Regions from separate parts of the Bicyclus anynana genome. Here region 1 is linked to region 2. The links are chromatin contacts, called in public Hi-C maps. All regions are on one chromosome and are shown on one strand. Each heading gives the region's core, a stretch centred on a gene start, on an enhancer-like site or on the middle of the called end of the contact. The rest is flanking DNA. Distances are from core to core; before and after follow the strand shown.

Evidence for each region. A called contact is a pair of places that touch in the nucleus more often than the background predicts.
Region 1: a contact with region 2 is called in a Hi-C map of whole body, with 3 times the contacts expected there. The contact joins the promoter of LOC112048641 here to the enhancer-like site in region 2. A contact is called at or near these places in 2 of 2 Hi-C or Micro-C datasets (whole body and whole larva).

Annotation. Positions count from the first base shown.
Region 1 is chr8:14,282,787-14,289,713 of ilBicAnyn1.1, forward strand. LOC112048641 (adenosine deaminase 2-like) reads left to right here and starts at 4,650. Exons shown (of 1, transcript XM_024086269.2): 1 at 4,650-6,927. The coding sequence starts at 4,695. The coding sequence ends at 6,206.
Region 2 is chr8:13,998,712-14,005,860 of ilBicAnyn1.1, forward strand. The region is part of intron 5 of LOC112048640 (T-box transcription factor TBX3); the gene reads right to left. Among protein-coding and RNA genes, the nearest start is that of LOC112051554, 73 kb to the left of the region's middle. Within about 2 kb of position 3,465, at least 5 of the 8 cell types and tissues checked have open chromatin away from gene starts, as enhancers often do.

The DNA.
Region 1 (6,927 bases), core at 3,400-5,899, 290 kb after region 2:
ACTAAAATGTTTATAAAATTTGCTTACCTACCTTCTAATTACTGCAACAAGTCGTTTTATTCTAGACTAGCGGACGCCCGCGACTTCGTCAGCGTAAATTTCGATGTCAATTTTACTACTACCCCTACCCTTCCACTACCCCAACCCTACCCTACCCAACCCCTACATCTACCCAACTCCTACCCCCACCCTACCCCTACCCTACCCCTACCCCTACCTTACCTACACCCTACCCCCATCCTACCTCTACCCTCCCCGTACCCTATCCCTTTCCTACCCCTATCCCACCCGTACCCCTATCTCACGCCTATCCTACCCCTACCCTACTACTTCCCTATCCTACCCATACCTCTACCCTACCACTACCCTACCTCTACCCCTACCCTACCACTACCCTAAATCCGGCCCTAAACCTACCCTACCCCTACACTACCCCTACGCTTCCCTACCCTGTAACTTCTCTATCTTACTCCTACCCGTAGCAAAATCGGTCCAGTCCTTCGAGAGTGGTGGTATGACCAAGAGGAATAGAGACTTCTATACTAATAATATAAAGAGGTAAAGTTCGTGTGGTTGTAGGAGGTAATCTCTGGATCTACTGGACCGATTTGGAAAATTGTTTTACCAATAGAAAGCTACGTTATTTGCGAGTGTCATAGGCTATGTTTGATCCCCATATTCACACGGGAACGGGAACTACGTAAATGAAAGCGCCGGGCGTCATATAGCGGAATTTCTGCGTCTTTTAGAAATTTTGTATTATCTCCGAAACTATTTAAATAATTAACATACTGTAAAGGGCAAATCTTATCTCCATAATATCCTTGTGATTATTAAATAATTTATTTTAATAAGGATTAAAGTTTAGTTGTATAAATAATGACGTAAACCCAAGTATATAAAATTAATAATTTTTAAAACACAAAATGTACTATATCTGCTAATATATAGAAGATAGATATATGGTGTCGCGGACTTTTTTGTAGAACTTTTAAAGATAAAGAAAGTCTCCATACATTAATTTCAATTTTACACAATAGTTAAGGCAGCGCATGCGAATAAGTCTGTTTAAGAGGATTTTCAGTCCGACCTGTATGACAAAAACTGTGATAACTCGGCTAATATATATGATACCAATATAAAATATAGCCTATAGCACTCCCCGATAATGTAGCATTCTACTGGTGAAAGAATTTTTAAAATCGGACCAGTAGTTCCGAAGATTACCCCATTTAAAAAATGTGACAAACTTACAAACTTACAAACTTTACCTCTTTATAATATTAGTATAGACTAACATTATACAGAGGAAAGATTTGATTGTTTATTTGCATTGAATAGGCTCTGAAACTACCTACTTACCCGATTTGAAAAATTCTTTAAGTAAACTGTTGGGAAGCTACACTATCCCCGAGTGCTATAAGTAGGATAAATTTTATCCCTGTATTCCTACGGGAACGGGAACCACGCGGGTAAAACCTGTAGCGTCTGCTAGAAATTTGTGCAATGATTTTGCAATAAAATAAAACAAAAGGATTTTATTTAAAATTTTTATTTTTAAAATAATGTACATATCAGCCTAAATTATATTAGTAGCGCCATCTAGTTGTGAGTAGCACTAATAAAGCTTAGAAGTAAAAAACGTTATAAGAAAAGTAAAAGCCAGTAACCCGCAGAAGGTCTACGCTTTAGACCATCTGGCAAATGAACGAGGTCATGAAGTAATAAGGCTCCCTCCATATCACTGTCAATATAACCCAATAGAATTAATTTGGGCACAAGTAAAGGGAGAAGTTGCGAAGAATAATAATACCTTCAAGATAGCAGATGTCGAAAATCACCTCCACCGAGCCATAGAAAATGTCACACGAGAAGACTGGGCCAAATGTGTTAGGCATGCCGAAGAACTTCAAAACAAAGATTTACAAAAAGCTCTAATTAGAGATCACGCGCCGCTTATAATAAATTTGGCAGAAGACGAAGATTCTGATGATGAAGACTCAGATGAAGATTAATTTTATTTAGTTAATAATTATATAATATGAAATATGTATTATATTAAATCAAATATTGTTAATTTTTTTAATTTTGTGAACAAGATACGATAATAAACTTTACTTATCGATAATATGTCTTTCATTGTTACACCCTTCACTAGACGGCTCCATAAGACCCATAAGTGCAAGCGAGATAGATATAGAGAAATGATTTATGGCCCTAAGACTCAGTTGTTAACGCGCGTACTATAGTCCTCGTTGTTCCAGTGATTAATTTAGGTTAGCTAGGTTCGAATCCTGGGTACGGATATAAAATATGAGTTTATCATTCTTCCTTAGAAATATTATTCTCAGTAATAAGCAGGAGTAGAGAAACTGGTGGTTTTAGACCTTCGTACCTAGCAGAGCACGTCGTTCAGTGGTCAAGATCAATATCACAATATCACAATCAGAATGGTGGGTCTAAGCTCTAAATTGCCTTTTCTATAGGGAAGCCTTAGATGTACTTAAGTAGGAAGGTATCCCTATGTAATGTACTTAATAGTGTACCTATTTTTGAAGTGAAACTTGGGGAGTACCTAAGCTGGTTACGAAAAGTGTAATCGGGCGAGGTGAACGGACGTTGAGAGAGAGCTATAGAAGTTTTACTTCAGTCGTCTGGTTTATAGCAGACTTGTTTATTCATATTATGGATATCAAATAGGTACTAGGTGGTTAATACGTTTGAAAATATTTAATTAATTATTGTTTCCATATCTATAATATTATTTACTGAACTATATTGCAAATAAAATTGCTATTGCTAATAAAAATTTAAGCTTTGTCTTGCACTCTAGCGCCGTATATTATTTCGGTTTTGAACTTTGGTAAGCCGCATGCGCACGCGCTTGCCACGAACCATTGTACGACGTAGTACTCTCAGTCTCTACTAGATGGCGCTTTCTCATAATATCTCGTAAAAATATCAAACAACCGCGTGCGGTCAAGTGCTTGTTGGGTGAATGCAGTGTAGGGTTCCGTATAACAGAAATACCCTTATAATGCATAAAATGCCGATAGCGATACGACATTTAGGGAAGGAACCCAATTTTTTTTTAAATATTTTCTTTTTACTACTAAACGTAAATAATATTATACTTAATCATGCCAAATTACAAGATATCCATGTAAGTACCTAAATAGGTACCTAGTCGGTGTCGAATCCGTGAGGTCTTGGATTCGATTTCCCGCCATCTACGAGTAACTTCCTATTATTATTAGTTACTTCGCAAACTACCTGCGTAGTTTCCGTTTCCGTAAGAATAAAATATAGTTTATGACACTCACGTACGTGGCTTCCTAGTGATAAAAGTATTTTCAAAATCGGTTTAGTATACAGAGATTATACCCCCTACACAAACTTTACCTCTTAATAATTATAGTATGACCTGTGATGACCTTTGGTTCCGGGACTTGGTCGCTAACTATGAGCCTCATAAGATGGCTCAGAGTCACACAGCGGGCGATGGAACGAGCTATGTTAGGAGTATCTCTGCGTGATCGAATCAGAAATGGGGAGATCCGCAGGAGAACCAAAGTCACCGACGTAGCTCAACAAGTTGCGAAGCTGAAGTGGCAATGGGCGGGGCACATAGTTCGAAGAGCCGATGGACGTTGGGGTCCCAAAGTGCTGGAATGGCGACCCCGCACTAGTAAGCGCAGTGTTGGCCGACCCCCCACCAGGTGGACTGACGACATCAAGCTAGTCGCAGGGATTCGCTGGATGCAGGTGGCTCAGTATCGTGATGTTTGGAAGTCTCTACAAAAGGCCTATGTCCTGCAGTAGACGTCCATCGGCTGATATGATGATGATGAATTATAGTATAGATTGAAAAGGTGATGTACCTATATCTACTACCTTATCAACTTTATCAATCTATCGGGCGCAAAGAATCCTGAAAATTTCACATAAATAATGGAAAAATGTACCTATTCATGGACGAAGTCACGGGTGTCTGTTAGTGCTAGGTTGGTACTTACAATTTTGTACTTAAAATTTAAAATTAAATTGTATCTAGAAATAACCAAAGAATCAAATGTAAGTTTTACAATATTTCTGGTTTAAGTCGTATCAATTAAATTAAACCTTTTTTTAAATTTACCTACTAATTAATAAAAATCTACATAAATAAGTTTATAGTATAAAATCCGTGATAGAGCCGTGTTAGCCGAGCTCCGATTCCGGAGCGTGTGGGTTCGAATCCGGTCCGGGGCATGCACCCCCGACTTTTCAGTTGTGTGCATTTTAAGAAATTAAATATCACGTGTCTCAATCGGTGAAGGAAAATATCGTGAGGAAACCTGCATACCAGAGAATTTTCTTAATTCTCTGCGTGTGTGAAGTCTGCCAATCCGCATTGGGCCAGCGTGGTGGACTATTGGCCTAATCCCTCTCATTCTGAGAGGAGACTCGAGCTCAGCAGTGAGCCGAATATGGGTTGATGACGAATAAAATCCTACCAAGGTAGCTATAGTATTCACTTTTTTATTTAATATGAAAATGATTTTGCTTTTGTTTTTATGATGTTATTAAACAATAACGCCAATGTCGCTAACACTCAAGGTCTATATAAATAAACGCTATCCACCCAGCCGGCTCAGTCGCACAAAACGGTGACCGTGTCACAGTGACCCGAGATATCAAGCTGATACGACAACATGGCCGTTATCATTGCGAGTGTACTATTTCTGCTCAGTGCACACGATGTGACGGCCAAGAGCGCGGCCGATTATGCAATGGAGAGAGCCAATCTACTTGCAGAAGAGTCCGAACTGCAAGTGGGAGGTAACATACGTCTTACCGACGAAGAAAACAAAGCGAACGACATCCTGATGCGCTACAAACACGACGAAGTCGACGACTCCTTCAACAATCCAAATCACTTCAATTTCTCGCGACACTACTTCACGTACAAAAATGATATCATCGATTCCAAAGTTTACCAAATCATCAGGAGAATGCCCAAAGGAGCCGCGCTTCATGTCCACAGTTCGTTAATACTGAGCGCTGATCGAATGCTCGAACTGACGTACCTGGACCATTTGTACGCATGTTTCGCGGACGGCGATTTAAAATTACACTTCTCCGAGCGCGTCCCCCAACAACCTTGTACATTTAAATGGCAACTGATCAGCGAATTGAGAAACAACACCGAAAACATTCAAGCGTTCGATGACAATCTAAAATCGCACTTCACAATGTATTCTGACAAAGAAAAAGACTATGAGGGAGATATTAATTACGTGTGGAAAAGGTTTGAAAAAGTGGTGAACGTTATCAAAGGCTTGGTAGAATACCGGCCCGCAGCAGAGAAATTCTTGTACGAGGCTTTGAAAGAATTTTACGAAGACAACGTTATGTATGTCGAACTGAGAAGTGGATTGAAAGCTTTGTACGAACTGAATGGCACTCGACACGACAAAGTGTATATGCCTCGACTGTATCACAGAGTAGCTAAACAATTCAAAGAAGATTATCCAGATTTTGTGGGCATCAAATTAATTGTAACAAAACAACGCAGTGCAGGGATTGATCAAATCAGAAACACCATAAATTTAGCTCGGATAGTTAAACAGGAGCTACCGGAAATGGTTGCCGGTTTCGATTTAGTTGGCCAGGAGGATTTGGGAAAACCGTTAATAGATCTCCTCCCGGTTCTGTCGGATGCTATGGAAGATTTGAATTTTTATTTCCACGGTGGAGAAACGAATTGGTTTGGAACTGTATCGGACGAGAATTTGGTGGACGCGATACTTTTGGGGTCCAAAAGGATAGGACATGGATACGCGTTGATTAAACACCCTTCGCTTATGGCTGCAGTGAGGAACAGAGATATAGCGATAGAAGTGAATGTGGTATCAAATGTGGTGTTATCATTAGTTTGTGACGTACGTAATCATCCGCTGGCTACGTATTTGGCTCTCGGAATGCCGGTTGTTTTGTCGAGTGACGATCCCGGTGCTTGGGGTGCGGATCCATTGTCTACTGACTATTACATCGCGTTCGTTGGTGTTGCCAGCAAAAAAGCAGATTTACGTATGTTAAAACAATTAGTTATTAACTCTATTAGATATAGTTCGTTAGATAATAAAAATAAATTAGACATGTACAGACTTTTACATAGGAAATGGAATGTTTTTATTGAGGATGTTATTAGAATATTTGGGTGATGGAATATTGTACATAGGTTTGAAGAAACAACGCTTAACTTAATTTTGTGAGTAATTTATGATCGTATTATAATGATTCAATTGTTTTGATAATAACTTATGTATCTGTTTAAAATATAGACAACTGTCTCGTTAAAAAAAATCATTTGAAATTGGGTATGACAAACAAAGTTATTAAGTTTCGTAATGTTTTTGGTGCACCTAGACCTGCTGATTTCTATAGAAGGTCGTTAGAAGGCCAATCAAGTCTTATTGTTATTTATGTTAGTGACCTTGTAGGTTTTCGTTTGTATTTTGAAACACTATTTTTGGATCTAACTACTAACTGCATATGTACCTTTACCTCTTCATCGCTAAAATAGTTCCCACCGCTATGTGTTACTATTGCTATCATTATGGGGTCAGGTGTCCCTCCTTACGGAAGAAAGGATATGGAACTTAGACCCACTACGCAGCTCCTAAGAGTATTAGCGGGCTTATACTTTATCATCATTATCAACGTATATTCGGCTCAGAATGAGAGGAGACTCGAGCTCAGCATTGAGCCAAATTTGGGTTGATAATGATGATTACAAAACAAAGTCCTGCACTGCCTCATCTTTTTCTAGACACGGTAGACTCAACATCTAGGCACAAACATATTATCATCATATCTATGGGTTTTACCAACAGCAGAGATTCATAAATAAGGTTAAATGTAAGTGATTGTCTCGTTGGTCCA
Region 2 (7,149 bases), core at 2,215-4,714:
CGTTCGCATCGTTATGCACTTCGTATTTTTTACATTGTATAATTTTTAAATTATAGAAATAAAGGAATCATAGGAATGTGACTAACGATGTGTCAGTTTAATATTATATTTACGAGCCTTTCGTTATTTTGAGGACCGAAATGGCGTCTATGGAAACTTCCATGGAAGGTTCCTTGATATTTGTAAAATGGATTTTTGAAAATAGTGTTTTCTTACAACACATAGGTATAGAGCAAATCATAATATGTACTCGTATACAAGGCGTTGTCCCATCAGTAGGACATTAAAATAGGCTAATGAGAAAGATGATTATTATAATCACTGGGATCGACTGTTTAACCTGCTTATCGACATTTCTTAACTGGCGCAATTGATTGATCGCCATGATCGGAACTAGTCAACACCATACTTATCGTACAAGAAGTTTTTTAGCCAAGATGGTGACGGCTTGTAGCGCTAGAAAATCTCATACGGGTAAGGTTAAGTTTATAGATACAAATATTACGTGTAAAAAGCTATCGAGTGATACAAAACAAAACGCGCTTTAAAGCTAACGAAGCGGTTCTCTAAGACGAGTCCATTTCAAGAACGATAACATTAAAATAGATGATAGGGTTGTCGCGTCTTAATGAAATAATCTCAAGAATTATGAAACCGATTTTAAAAACATTAGAAATATTTTGAGCTTGTTTTTACAGTCTCTGCTTAAATAAAATTTTATAAATTGGTATTTAATGTACTTACTTATATAGGTAATAACAGTGTTCAAATCAAAAATTATATAAAGAATATGGAAATAGTAGTAGCTTTAAAATTAAGAAGGATTTGATAATGTTGTATGTAATTGATTTACCGCCAATCTGAAAGTCCTAAACTCAACCTGAATTCAAAATAATCAAAATTATTCCTAGATACCTAACTTAATGCCTATTTATTAAGATATAAATGATAACGTAACATAATAAAATATAACGAAAAATTATATTTCATTTTCTAAAACAGCCGATATAACTAATTCACATTTATACATTCAAGATTTTAAAATTGGAATACCGACAACCCTAGTGGACCGTGAGTCTGCCTTAATTACGAGTATTTTATTCGTCCGTCCAATTTCTTTATTTTATGGTTGGACAACAAATTAATATGTAAATGGGGATGCACGGTGGTCTCACGATGATTTCACTTGTCGATTAAAAATAATCGACTAAACCGTCCGACTTGTGATAACAGACTGAAAGTGATTCACTTAAAAGAGCACGACCGAACTTAATCAGGCTTGTATGGATGTGTAAATTTGTATGCACTTAGGATTAAGGATAGGTTTCTTTTAGAATTGATTAAGTCTAGTACTATGATATGATACTAATAATATCAATTCAACTAAGAATTCAAAAATCTGTTTTCCAAGTCTATTTTAATTCGTCGATATTATTTAATTATAATAGACAGGATACTTATAAACATATTGAGTAAAGCAACGAAAACAAAGTAAAAATATATTAGGTAACTATTTAATTAATTAATAAAAAAATCATGTTAAAATCGTAAGGCGACGGGATTTCTTTATTTAGTTAAAAAATTACAATAGGTATAATTTTAGTTATCGACAATCGATAACATTGTTTACGGCCCGCCCTACAGTGTCGGGTTCAGCTAACAAGCGAGAGATGGCGCCAGTCGGTTCGGTTCCGTTTCGACACGGACACAGATAATAAAATAATTGTTGAACGTTCGACTTAATAGAGACGTTACGTTTAACGGATTGCGCGTACAAAATATCGACAATTTTCGATTCGAGACGAGAACATCATAACACTCGACGTCGAGAATTAGGTACGTGTTAAATATGCAATTAAAATTTTTGGGATAGTCATGGAGTTTTTCTAGTTCTACTCGAATTAGTAAAGCAATACAATACCGCTGCCAACCATTTCGATAATCAGAATTTCGGATAGGAAGACAACTGTTATCGTCGAGTGCATTTGAACACCTAGACCTTAGGCTGTTTCTATAATTTTATTTTGTGCATAATTGTCTTACCCTGCATTTTTAATAAAATATTTTGGTCTCTGAAATAGTCCTGGGTAGGATAATTTTACCTACTCGTATATGTTATTTCGGCGGTAGGTACTTACTTGTACCTAAATGCTTAGGTACCTACCTACATTGTCTAGTCTAGACTCATCAAGCCAATTGAGGTAACCGCATCTAACTATAGTTCCCTTGATCACTCAGGTCGTGTCGGATTAATACCTATCATCCTATCGTACCTGACTAATACTCGAATGTATATAATTCATCAATTAATATCATGTATAATAAGCCTCAATAGCTCAACGGTAAGAGCGGTCGGACTCATCACCGAGGGGTGGTGGTTCAATCCTCACCCCGTTGGTCTATTGTCGTACCAATAGGTTTAGCACAGTCTTTTCCGACTAGTTGGAGGTGAATGGAAATATTGGTCATATTTAAAAAAAATTAGCAAATATTATTTAAAAAAAAAATATGTGCGTGAAAAGAGTGCACCAGTAGGTATGTGCGTGAAAAGTTTGCGCGTGCACATGTGAACATCTCCTGTGAGATAATTATTTTCTGGGTCTAGCACCCAAATCCGGTCCAGAAAGACTTACTCAAAAGATACCTATTATAACAAGATTTATTAAGACAAGGTACCAATTTTTCTATTCATTGGTCAACTAGGTAGCATAAAATATTTTTTATATCTAAACAGTATGCCAAAATTCGAGTAAGAGTTGGTAATTGGTAGTGCCAAGGTGTCGTTCTTTTGTCTACAAACTAATCAGGAAAAAATAAGAAAATATTTTAAAAGAGTTACTAATGACTTTCTTGGCTCCTCTCTCTCTCTATAGGCCTTACGAACTGCTAGTAGAGTCACTACAAACAAACAACTATACCTAGGTACATCATGCATTACCTACCTAGGTACCTATCAAAGCTAAAATAATTGAATGCAATTTTTTATACTTTAACTCTCTGTAAATGTGCAATATCTCGTTTAAAATTAGCCAATGTAAGTAAACTACCTATACATAAAGGTAAAACATTAAACTTGCAAAAACTCATATACCTACCTACCTAGATGGACAAAGTTGCAAGATATCTTTGTTGTAAGATAAATAGAAGGCAACAAAAATATATCTTCACAAACAGCTAGCAATGGCCAAGTAGATACGTGACTAGACACATATATTGGTCTCTTTCGATGTTTTTCTACTGATATAAATTCAATGTAATTTTAATTAAGTGAGAAAAGAAATAATAAAAATAATATTTCGCAATTATCCGAACGATGAATAGACGTATCGGATTTCATAACAGTTTTTTGTAATGAAATAAATATGCTTACAATGTAAAAAGAACTTGATACTTGAGCTATTCGTCTCTAGATGGCGTTAGTTGTATGCATACTTGATAATGTTCGCTCTCTTTTTACTTTACGATATCTCATCAGTTGAGTATGAAGTTTCTTATATCGTCATATCTATCTTATTAATATTTTCTAAGTATATTGAGAGATAATTAATATCTCTTTTTTGTGGTTAATATAGGGCGTTGTTGGGATTTTAGACGCCGTTTTGTAGACTACGAGGAGACGAACGTGAGTTTCATTTTAAAAATAGTTGTAATGAATGTGTTTCCGCTCGTTCGACTGCGATTGCAGTTGAGATCCTGAACGCGTAGCGTCTGCACTCCGCTGCCGACGGGCGTCGCCCGAACGTTCGCGCCAAATGGCTAATTCGCGCGGTAAACATACGCGCCATAAGTCATATTAACTAACCAATAAAGGCGGAGCCGAACGAACTGCACTTATCTCGCTCTAACAAACTAGAGAAACCCACTGCGACTGTTTGTTTTTCCTTTTACTTCCTTTGAAATCTTATTTTGAATTTTATACCTATAGGGGCGTGGATGCGGCGATGTTGCACATTATGTCGCTCGTTCCCTCCCGGGGAGTGCGCGACCGTCTCTTTCTTGCTTTTTGTGATTTTAATTCGCAGAACGGCATCGAGACGTGATTCGAGTCTATAGAAGTTTTTTATTGCAAATGTTCGGAATTTTGTTGGAAGGAAAGACGGGATTTCGGCAAAGTCCGGGCGCTTATCGATTGAATTCAAATATCGCTTTTATTCCGTTGTTCCGTCCCTGAGTCGGATGCAGCCTGCCGTAGCATCCGCGTTGTAATACGAACCCAACGCCAACTCGTTTGCTATTCTATTTCTGAATCTGTACACTCGAAGATGTTTCCTGTGCTTTGTGCATCCGCTAACAGCTAGTCTAGCCATAGATAACTTGGTTGACAAAATCTTTGTGGCCTGACCCAAGCCAATTTTACATGTTAATTGTAATATACGTACGATTAAATACATAGATACCTAGTATCTCTAATTTTACGTAAGGCTTTAATTCTTTATCCTGGATAAATATAAAAAATAAAAGAACCTCTTACGGGTATTTTTAGTCATGTCCAGATAAAGGAGCCATACCTACCTACTTAGGTATTACATTGCACCTACCTAATAAAAAAGGAAAAACTATATAAAAATACTATGTGCTACTAACCGACCGAAATTGCCTAGTTTTGATTTTTTATAGACGAGTAAGTATTCAAAATAAAATTGTGTTGTAGATTTAGGAGTCAAAAGGAAAAGACACACATTTAGACATATCTATGCTCATAAAACTATTTATTAAGTTGGTATCCTTCCGCATTTGGTAACGAAAATTAAATACTCAAAAGGCTAGAGTCCAGGGCTGTGAATAAATTTAAAAAAAAATAAACCAACGAGAAAACAGAGTGGATAGGTAGATGCGTACGCAAAGGTAAATAAAACGCATTAAATGCGTCGTTAACGCTTCCCATGGAAGTTGATCTCTTAACCTACTCCGTTTAGGACGTGTAAAATAAAAAGCTTATGGCGTTTTTTCTCCATGGTTGTTTTTCAAACCAGATTACGTCGGCCATAGGAGCCGCCGATGTGTCAATATTGACAGGGCCTGTTGACACGCAAACCGTCTTAGTCGGGGGCAAACAAAAGGGTTCACTAATGCCCTTTTTACCACAAAAAGCGTTGACAAACATGGGGGCACGAAGAAATGTCTGTGGTGATGTTTTTTTTTAATAGAGCCCGGTTGCTACACCTGCTGGTGAGTGATACAACCGGTGATCTACAGCGTTTGACACGGAGATTTATAATTTTAAAATAGTAAAGGTAAGCACTGGTTATTTGTAGGTATCTACTGCTCGCTGCTGGATGTAACTTAACATGAAAGTTGAATAGTCAAGTTTAGACAAAACTGATTTAAAATTAAATTATAAGATCATACAATTATATCTACGAAAACAAATCAAGCAATCGTATAAAAGTAAAAAAAAAAACGACAAACATAATAGGTACCTAATAATAGGCTTATACGGCTTATGGTTTAAGCACCAGATGAGCAATCAAAGACATTATGAATTAAGTTTTATATCCTCCTAACTTTAATTAGCCTTAAGATAAAGATTTTTACGTTTTAAATGTATGTAAAGATAATCATAGTCACTTGACTCTGCTCTTTCAATGACAATAAAAAAATTAGTAACTTTAAGCTTTATTTGAATGACAAAATACCTTTTACTAATTGCAAATAGATGGTCCTTGTAGCAAAATAGCATTAGGCAAAAATATGAAGGGAGAAATATGCCCTTAATAACTCCTTCAAAATGTTTGTTACAAGAGAAAGCTCAAATATATTTTCAAAATAAAATTCTTGAAAAGGTAGGTACTGGCTCGAAAAGTAATATATAGACAGACAATTGAATACCTACTCTCTCAACCATTTACACCATCAATAACAATAAACTAGATATGTAATAAAAAAGTACACAAAATTAACATTCACCATACACCTACTTACGTCTGTCAGTTCATGTCAAGATATAAAGAAAGAGATGGACTTACCACAAAACTAAATGGCAAAATAAATGTAAGAAGACAGAAGAAGAGATAGGTCGATGATATAATAAAAAACAGCAGGCAGAAACTAGATGCATATGGACAAATATGGAAAAGGATGGAGTAGGCTTTTACCCATGGGGGCCATATAATAAAATAACAGAAAAGAAATAATTTGTTATTAAAGATAACATTATTTATTGTACAACAGTTAAGTGAAAAATTAAGCTATGATAATAATAATAAGAACGTCTGTCAGTTTTGATAAAACGCTTTTGATTCATAAATAGATTCATTGATAAAATAAAATTGCATCAACATTAATTCATTCTACCTAAAACTACCAGTACAATATTACAGTCAATCAATCATTCGTAGTAATCGCCGTTAAGAATTTGATAAATTCAATCAACCTTTTTTTAAGTTATCTGTGCAGTATCTTAATAATCTGCGTTTTGAAAACCATAGCCAATTGGTTAAAAGAGAAAAACAGGTTATTTAAAATCAAGTTCTTTAATCGATTCTAAATTTAAACAAGGTACGTACTCGTAGATATAGTTATAAAAATGATTTTAAAAAAATCTGAGCTAATCACCACGAAAAGAATAAAAGCCGTTAGAAAAGTATCAGAATAATTTGAAAAAAATAACATTAACATAACAGGATTTGTTTTTGTTATTTCTATAACGGAAGATTACAACATTAGCAGCATCTTACTTGATTTATCTAAGGTATTACATAAAGCGATGATGAAGCTACAGTAAGATCGAATTAAAATTATAATTACAGCAGTAACAGAACAAGGCGCCTCATTCTGAAAGCTCCGAGAAAAAAATACTCGTTCTGCCCGTATCATTAGATCATAATCCTTTGGCATTGCCATAATCGTATGAAAAAAACATTGTTGACAATCAAGTTTTTAATCGAAAGCGAATTCTAAATTTAAACAATCGTTCCACGTTGGCCGAGGTGCGCGGACGCGGGAGCAAATCCATTAGCGATTAACGAGTGATCGGGCGGGCACTAAATTAAAATAAATATTTGCCGGCAGCGCCTGCCCACAAAGAGATGCCGCTTTCATGTACGCCGACACAGGTGCCGATGCCCGCTGTACAGCCTCTACACACGGACCAACTTGCAACTCCAACTCGAGTTCCAACCTAACACACTATCCATTTCTGAAATATTT